3 separate regions of the Mus musculus genome follow, and regions 1 and 2 are each linked to region 3. Evidence: chromatin contacts called from public Hi-C data. All regions are on one chromosome and are shown on one strand. Each heading gives the region's core, a stretch centred on a gene start, on an enhancer-like site or on the middle of the called end of the contact. The rest is flanking DNA. Distances are from core to core; before and after follow the strand shown.

The links. A called contact is a pair of places that touch in the nucleus more often than the background predicts.
Region 1: a contact with region 3 is called in a Hi-C map of liver, with 5 times the contacts expected there. The contact joins two enhancer-like sites. A contact is called at or near these places in 1 of 15 datasets of contacts at CTCF or cohesin (liver), 6 of 484 Hi-C or Micro-C datasets (erythroblasts and liver), 6 of 115 datasets of contacts at active chromatin or transcription factors (the HPC-7 cell line, bone marrow-derived macrophages, embryonic stem cells and 2 more) and 1 of 9 other capture datasets (embryonic stem cells).
Region 2: a Hi-C map of liver shows a contact between it and region 3, with 8 times the contacts expected there. The contact joins two enhancer-like sites. A contact is called at or near these places in 2 of 484 Hi-C or Micro-C datasets (adipose-derived mesenchymal stem cells and liver), 2 of 115 datasets of contacts at active chromatin or transcription factors (double positive thymocytes and liver) and 1 of 9 other capture datasets (embryonic stem cells).

Annotation. Positions count from the first base shown.
Region 1 is chr8:35,405,012-35,407,711 of GRCm38.p6, forward strand. It overlaps Gm45301 (a long non-coding RNA gene), which reads right to left. Exons shown (of 2, transcript XR_003947528.1): 2 at 1-2,700. Among named protein-coding and RNA genes, the nearest start is that of Gm45301, 3.2 kb to the right of the region's middle. Within about 2 kb of position 1,365, at least 12 of the 459 cell types and tissues checked have an H3K27ac peak or open chromatin away from gene starts, as enhancers often do. A contact at or near this core is called in hepatocytes and liver, where this site is marked.
Region 2 is chr8:35,348,563-35,351,262 of GRCm38.p6, forward strand. Gm34705 (a long non-coding RNA gene) reads right to left here. Exons shown (of 5, transcript XR_378885.3): 5 at 27-475. Among named protein-coding and RNA genes, the nearest start is that of Gm34705, 18 kb to the right of the region's middle. Within about 2 kb of position 1,434, at least 40 of the 459 cell types and tissues checked have an H3K27ac peak or open chromatin away from gene starts, as enhancers often do. A contact at or near this core is called in liver, where this site is marked.
Region 3 is chr8:35,211,006-35,213,705 of GRCm38.p6, forward strand. No RefSeq gene overlaps it. Among named protein-coding and RNA genes, the nearest start is that of Gm34474, 6.3 kb to the right of the region's middle. Within about 2 kb of position 1,261, at least 36 of the 459 cell types and tissues checked have an H3K27ac peak or open chromatin away from gene starts, as enhancers often do. A contact at or near this core is called in hepatocytes and liver, where this site is marked.

The sequences.
Region 1 (2,700 bases), core at 115-2,614, 190 kb after region 3:
TGAGGTTGAGGGCACAGTGCTCTGAGAAAGGCAGAGATGGGAAATCCAGGTCATGTGATCATGAATTGCCCCCTTAGTAGCAAGTAGCCCACAGGCAGAATCTGAAGGGCAACCTAGGAGGAGGAAAGCTCATGGGCGTTCTTTGTACCGTTGCATCGTTTTATAGATTTGAACTGTTCCAAAGCAAACTGTCCTCTCTGAGTGTTGACTGACTGATAACTGAAGACGTTTCTGGCCTGTGAAGACGGCACAAGCAATAGTCATGAATATGCCGGTGCTTCTCAGAGAGCCGCCTGCAGGTAGGTAACAGATCACAATGGTTACCGAAGGGTACCAGTTCTAGGAGTTCACATCATAGTGCATTTCAGGCTCCATGGCAAAAACACTGTCTTCCAGCAGTGGGGGTGCACACTTTAGTCCCAGCACTCTGAAGGCAGAGGCAGGTGGGTCTCTGAACTCAAACTCAGCTTGGTCTACAGAGCAAGTTCGAGGATAGTTGGGGCTACACAGAGAGACCCTGTCTGGAAAAACCAAAGCCATCGTGACTTGGCTGATAGATTTCACAGAGCCTGAATTCCTGTACAAAGGAAGTAGATTCTTGATTCACATTCTGGCCCAAGTTTGTCAACTCATCGGGCAGAGGAGTGCTGATTTAACAACTGACAAGGAAAGATGAATGAACCCGTCATAATAAAGGCTTCTAAACAGGAGCCTTCTCTCCAGGAAGGGTTGCAGCTAAAAGGTCATCACCATACACTCACTAAGGCATTTTGGATGGACAAGGTGGACTTGGTAGCCACATGATCTGGGGTGGACCAAACTCAGTCCAGTGACCTCATGGTCCTATTTTAGACTAGATAGCCTCCATCACTTGGCTCCTCTGCTGTCCTCAGGGGAAAAGAAGACTCGCCACTCTCCCTCAGATCATCACTGATTTGTCAGCAAATCAGCTCTGCTGACTGTTGGAAGAAAGAAAAAAAAAGTCACTATTCAAGAAACATGTTTAAGGGAATTAGTGAAGGGGAAACTTTCTGCACTGTTTTAAGGGAAATCTCCCTTGGGCCTAAAGAGAGACGTTTCTTACAGATATCATGTTTAGCCCTCATGTGGAGCAAATGAGAAAACAAACATCTGCACTTGATTTTAAAAGTTCTTACTCATCGATTTCTTTCCCATAATTCTCTTCTTTGAAAAGAATCTCTGTTGGCATGCCCTCCTCGTGTGATTGCGGAGAGTTTCTGCAGTTTGCCTTTCGGGGTGACTCTATTTGCTTATTCCAAACTGATCTGCTGCTGTGGCCAAGAGTGCACACTACCAGGGTAAACAGAATCACATGCTTTTTACGTGCTGTGCATCAGAACGGCAGGGAGTTCAAGATTCACACAGCTCAAGGCTGCAGCTGCGCACTGGGTTAAACGGCCTTTTATACCATCCAGGTCCGCCAGAAGAACAGACAACATCTTCTATGTCAGCTCAGCAGCGTCAGCAATTGCTTTGGAAACCCCAACTTGACCCCCATCAATCAATTGTTCTTACTGCATCGGCTCTTCTGTAGTGTCTAGAGGTGACCACAAACATGAGGACACGTGCCCAAGGTTGGCAGTTTCTGCCGGCACTCTTTGTCCTGGATCCCTAGGAACTGTGTCATCTGATGGTCTGATCAAGATATGGACAGAGTCCTAGAAGGGGCACAGAGGTTCTGAGAGAAAAACCAGGTCATCTTGCTGCAAACGTAACTGTCAGTACAAGGAGGGGCCCCAGGATGGGATGACATTTGAGATGTCATTTCGACTCCAGAGGAAAACCATGATGCTTACTGATGTAGGTCCTTCATCATTTAGCCTCTGCCAACATCCACAGCCACATCCCCTGCCTCCCACTGATGTATAGTGTACATTCCAAATTGCTCACAGCCCACGCTATTCTTAGTGCTTCACTATAAGGTTATTCCTCATATAAGTCCTCTGCCTCACTGACTGAACGCTGAGCATCCAGCATGGAGCGGGTTGCTCAGACCAGGCTGTCAAGCTGAGCAGGTGAGACCTCCAGCCTGCTTCCTTCATGTGGACTACACAGTTCGCTTTTTGCCCATTCCTTAGGGCTGATCTTGACCTGTTTCCCATAGACAAAAGACCTGACGTGTCTCAGCAATAGTCTAAGCCTATGCCAGAGATCAGAATTTGAGCACAGAGATGAGTCTTTGCATCAGATTAACCAACAAGACAAGCGGAGCCTATACAAATCTCACCAGCAACAGAAGGAATTGCCTCATTCAGGCTAAAATACACTGGGGGTGTATGTGATGCCATCTATGCTAACAAAGCACCCATCAACATGATTCTTAGTTGCTATGGTTATAGTTTTTGTTGAGTTCATTTCTATAGATGAGCCATCATTAAGGTGACTTCATAATTTATCACCCAAACCAGTACAGTTGTGAAGGTCAGGGGATTAATAATAATAATAATAGTTACACCAATGTAGCAGGTATAAACAGAATGAGTTCCTAGAAAACTGGTGTGGACGCCCACTTTTTCCATCAGGCTTTTTGATAGCTCCGGCAAATACACTTCAGCAAGTGCTTGCCTGCTGGCATTTGTTAGTCTTGCTTTTCTCTGATTTCAAATTGAGGTCCTTGGTGTCCAATACTTTTTTCTTCTAGGTTAGCCACGATGTGGGATTTACAGTGACTGCTTAGAA
Region 2 (2,700 bases), core at 184-2,683, 140 kb after region 3:
CAACATAGAGACACTGTATGTGTGTGTTGGAGTTGATGTTTTTAATATGTTTATTTTCAGTGCTGAAATCAAAGCCAGGGTCTCACACATTGTAAGCACATGCTATGTCTGAGCTGTCCCCAACATATGTATTACATTATAATAAAAAAAGAGCTCTCATAAACTGGGGTGGCTGGTGTTTTATTGGCGGTTTCATCTCCAGCAGTCTACTGGAAAGCAGTCTGAACCGAATCATCCATGAATCAGCAGAAGTCTCCTGGACTCCCCGCCAGCGTGCAGAGCCCGGGGAAAGCTGGAAGCTCGGTTAGCAGCAGAGCTGTCCTTGCATCACGCTGCTGTGCCTCTGTGTCGTGCCTTGCATCACGATGCTGTGCCTCCATGTCGTGCCTCTTCCTCTGGATGTTGGCATGAGCTTAGTGCAGAGACTGAAATCGGGAGAGTTCACCATGATGCAATTTAAAATGGAAATTCGCTCCTGAAAAATGAATATTAATTTGCCTAAAATTAATTTTAAACTGAATTTAGTTTAGCTTTAGTATTCAAAAGGGAATTCACTTGTTTGCCCCTAAAACTCCCAGGGAACTGAATCATCAGTGTTTGGATGCAAAATGGATATTTTTTTTAAAAATTCAGAAATTTTTGTTATTATTAGGCAGCTATACAACAGGAAAAATGCATTTTTTATTTCAACCAGATGGGGCCATATCAACTTAGGCCAAATCAATAACATAAAAATTGTGATTTAATTGTGTCCTCCCTGGAGTTCCTTGCCTGGAATGGGTATCTAAGGCCTGGTAAACTTGGGGAGTTATGTTAAACAGTGTAGCTTGGAAGAGAGCAACCATCTGTTCTGGGGTGTGTGTGTGTGGTGAGGGGGGAGACATGCTGACAGGCTTATTAAATTTGCCTTGTCTTGCTCAGGAGGCCAGCTGAGGTTCCCACTCTGGAGAGGCAGAGCCACTACAGGGTTCAGTGATCAATTCTCTGCCTGCCCACCTTCTCTCTCCTACTTTTCCTTCCTCTGCATCCTGGTTTTCTCCACTTCCACCTAAAGTGGAGGCTGAAGACTGCAATAATGACAGATGCAAATTCTATGTAAAGAATGGGGCTTGGGAGCCAGGGGCCTAGCAGCCTTAAAGGCCTAGCCTTTAATCCCAACACTTGGGAGGCAGAGGCAGGCGGATTTCCAAGTTTGAGGCCAGCCTGGTCTACAGAGTGAGTTCCAGGACAGCCAAGGCTACACAGAGAAACCCTGTCTCGAAAAAAAAAAAACAAAAAAAAAAAACAAAAACCAAACCAAACAAACAAACAAACAAAAAAGAACGGGGCGTGGTCACCGGTCTCTAACTTGAGCAGTTGGGAGGCACAGGCAGGTAGATCTCAGTGAGTCAGAGGCCAGTCTGATCTACAGAGTGAAAACAAAACAATTTCACAATAAAACAAACAAAACCCAGAACCAGTTAACAACCACACAGTTTGCAACAGCTCTAGGGTAACTCTTTGGACATGGTGGAGTCTTGCTTGCTTCACAATTCACAAATTAGTGCAGACACAAGAGTATCTTGGGTTCACACGTGAAACAAGCAATTCACAAGTGGCCAAGGCCATAGAGCTGTTTGTGGCAGCTTCAACATGGTGCGCAAAAATTTCCCTTCCCTTCTCAGCAGCCAGTGGGCCAACATTATCTTTGAGAGACTCTGGAAAATCTCATGTCTTCGTGGTTCAGTAGATACTCCTGTATCTCACAGCGAGTCCAGGTGGTCTTTTCCAGCCTCTGGGGGCGTCTATCAGAGAGCTGCAGAAATCTCTGGGTTTGAATGTTCATTTGGCATGCTGGTAACTCATGGTAGGACAAAGCTTTGAGACCAAGGATGTGGCAGATGCTGTTTTCTAACATTCTTGTGGTATTTCTGGAGCCTGGTATTGTGACCCTCTCCATTAAGGGATAGAGTCCCTCTCTCTCTCTCTACCTGGGTCAGTCTCCATGGCAACCAGGTCTGATGGAGTGCTACAGAATCAACACTGCATGGTTGGGGTGTGAGCACAGAACAGGAAATATGTTTCTCTCTCTCTCTCTCTCTCTCTCTCTCTCTCTCTCTCTCTCTCTCTCTCTCTCCCCCTCTCTCCCCCCCCTCTCCTTGAGCCTCTGAGTCGATGAGCTGCCATATAAGAAGTCAGATATTTAGGGTACTCTGATGATAAAGAGATGTAGAGAAAATAAACACTAAGATGTCTCTTCCACCCCACCTGTCAGGTGTCCCTATTTAGGGTGCCAGACCTCTGAGTGGGTCGGGCTTCAGCTGATTCCAGTCCCAGCTGCTGGCACTGATTTCCATAAGGAATGTGTTAGTAAGTGCTGGGCAAGAATTAGACCCTATCTAGCTCTGGGAGAAGGGCGGGCTTCAGAGTTACAGATGTTGCCCCCCCAGGAAGTGCAACGGGGGTGAGGTCTTAAAAGATAAACAACAGGCCACTGGAGACTATCTGTAGAGAAGGGTCAGCATAGGAGGTGACAGGAGTCCCTGCTCAAGTCAGGGAGTTCCTAGGGCTGGAAATGAAAAACTTCATTTGCAAAGTCAAGGAAGGACAAGTGGCAAAGGACACAGGCAGGGTCTAGCTGCCCTTTAGATGGCTGCAACTGTCATGGGAAGAGCAGAAGGGGGAGATGGGAAGATCAGCAGCAAGGTGGGGATAACGAAA
Region 3 (2,700 bases), core at 11-2,510:
ACCACTGGGTGGTGCTTCCCTTCACCGTGGGCACTGGTAACCACGGGCTGCAACCTCTGAAGATGTGAGCCCAAAGGGCCGACTTACTCCTTGTCAGTTGTTTCTTTCTGGTATTTGCCACAGAGATGAAAACTTACCCCTGTGATACATGAATGGAGGTTCAAATAATTTCACAAGTGTGGGCCAAAAGTCAGAAACTCTCCAGAGCACATACTTGTATGGTTATATGTGCTCCAGAACACATACATGTATGGTTATATGTGTTTCATGTTATTTTCTTACATTTAGAGGTTTTTTTCCTTCAACTGTTCACCCTAACTTTGGCTTTCACCTGTAGCTTGCCTATAGCAAGGCTTGGGAGACTATGGCCTGTGTGTCAAGCCCTGACCATGGATTTCTGTGCCACCCATGAGGTTGACAATAACTGTCAAGGTTTCCAAGGAATATACAATAAAAAAACAACACACAAAAAAGAACAGTCCACAGAGTTCTGACTGTAGTTCCCAAACTCTACAGTATCCACTACTTGTCCCTTTGCATAAACGATTGCTTGCCAACTTCTTCCCTGGGGATGTCCTCCTGCCTTTGGGCTATTGGCTCATCTTACTGGTACAGCCACCCTGGGAGATGGGGCACTGGTTATCGTGCCCATAGTCAAAGTGAGGCAATAGAAGACCAGAACAGTTATATAACTACTCCAAGGTCATGTTCATGCTGGTGAGGTTGGGAATGGGTCAGGGACTCAGAGTCGGGTCCCTTATCAGGAGGTGGCAGAGGGAGTGACTGACCAAAGTGACTGACCCAGCTCTTTTGTACGGGACAAAAGAGGTTGAACCCCATCCAAACTGATTGAAGGGCATTGGGTCTATCCACCCTTACTTAGCAGGCAGCTCATTGGGGGTGGGTGGGAAATATCATGAAGAATATTTGGAAACACTAGAAATGTTTAACTAGCCTTATTATAGACTTGGGCAAGCTGGGCAACAAAAGTTCACATTGCCCAGTAGACACTGTGTCTCAACTCCCCGAGAGTGACCCTCCCCACAGGGTGGCCTGGAAGGCCGTGAGGCTGGCTTCTACCAAGTGGCCTTCATGGCTCTTCCTTTCTCTGCTCTCTCACCCCGTCCCTTCTCCTCCACACAGGAGTGCTATGCAAACATCAGCTGGAGTGAATGAATGCTCACATTATCCACTGCCTCCAGCCTGTCAGCAGCTTCCCCACGGCAGCCCCCAAGCAGCCAGTGTGGAGCGCTCTGTCCCCAACATAAACAGCTGGCCAGGCTGAGCAGTGGCTTGTTTTCCTTACCAACCCAGGCAAGGTCTGACAGATACAGGGACTCCACCCGCCTCCTCCTGCTTGCTGTCCCCAGGGCTGAACAGGGGCTTTGTACCAGTTAATGCAAACCAGCTCCTGCTTATTAATGTCCTTGAATGCTACTCAGTGGAGTCCTGAAATCAAGATGTGTACAGGGTGGGTTCTGAGTCACTTTTAAGAAGGAAGAACTGGAGATTCCAAGACTAGGCTGCCTGTCTGCCAGAGAGCATTTAAGATGCCCTAATGCAAAATCAGGACTCTGAACAAGGTGACTGTAGACTCTTCAAAGAACCTAGAGTTCTAAGTCCCCGAATCCCTTCCTTACAGGCTTGCTTCGAAGAGACGGATTCTTATTCTTGGAGACAGGTCCTTCTAGCAAACAGAGATAGTCAACTGAGCCCTTCTTAGGCACAGACATGGCTGTAGGGAGGAACAAAAGATTGGTGAAGAGGAGGAGCCCAGGTGAGAGCCAGTCTCCAAATGAAGATTGTCTGCTGAGCCAGGAAGAACCCAGAGTCCTTTGAGCATCTGCCAGTGAGCTCAGAGGGAGCCCAACAATGTGGAGCACACAAGTGCTTCCAGCAGCAGCTCTCCATTGTTCCTCAGATTTGCAAATTTCACAGTCAATTAAAGAACTGTATGGTTCCTTCCCTTTTCCCTCCTTCCTAGCCTCCCTCTTTCCTCCTTTCTTCCCTCCCTTCTTCCCTTATTTTTCCTTTAGAAAAGTCTTTGTGTAACCCAAGTTGACCTCAAGCTCATTGCATAGGCAAAAATCTCCTTGAACTTCTGAAGGAGTTAGTGTCTCCATCCCGAGTGCTGGGGATACAGGCATGTGCCGCCTACCCAGTTTATGTGGTTTGGAGATGAAACTCAGGGCTCCCTGCATGGTAGACAAACATACTACTCATGGACCTTCATGGCCAGCCTTTTCTCCATGCCTTCCTGTCTCCACTTCTGTGGCCTTGTTGCTCTTCCCTGACCCAGGAGCCCTTTTGCATATCCCTGTTCACAGTCTACAGGCCATATCTGAAGCTCTTTAGCTCTCTTCTTAAGATGTGTCCCTGACTTGTGCTTTTTGTAGCCCCTCTCTTCTTTGAAGTCCAATATTTCTGGAGACTAGTCTTCCTCCTATGGAGGACTCTGGGATTCTGAGCCACTGTCTAATTCACTGGCAGCCACCAAGCAGTGTCTCAGCCTCTAGATTGCATGCCACTAGTAGGGACCACTTTAGTATTAAGAAAAATATTGAAAAAGCTAGGAAAAGGACAGCTAGGGGACAGAGCCACTCGAAATTGAAGAGATCTTTTTTCAGGCCAGTCCCCACTGTCCCCATTAAAGTTATTCAGGACACCAGGTTGCATCAGACACTGAAATTTCCAAACTTT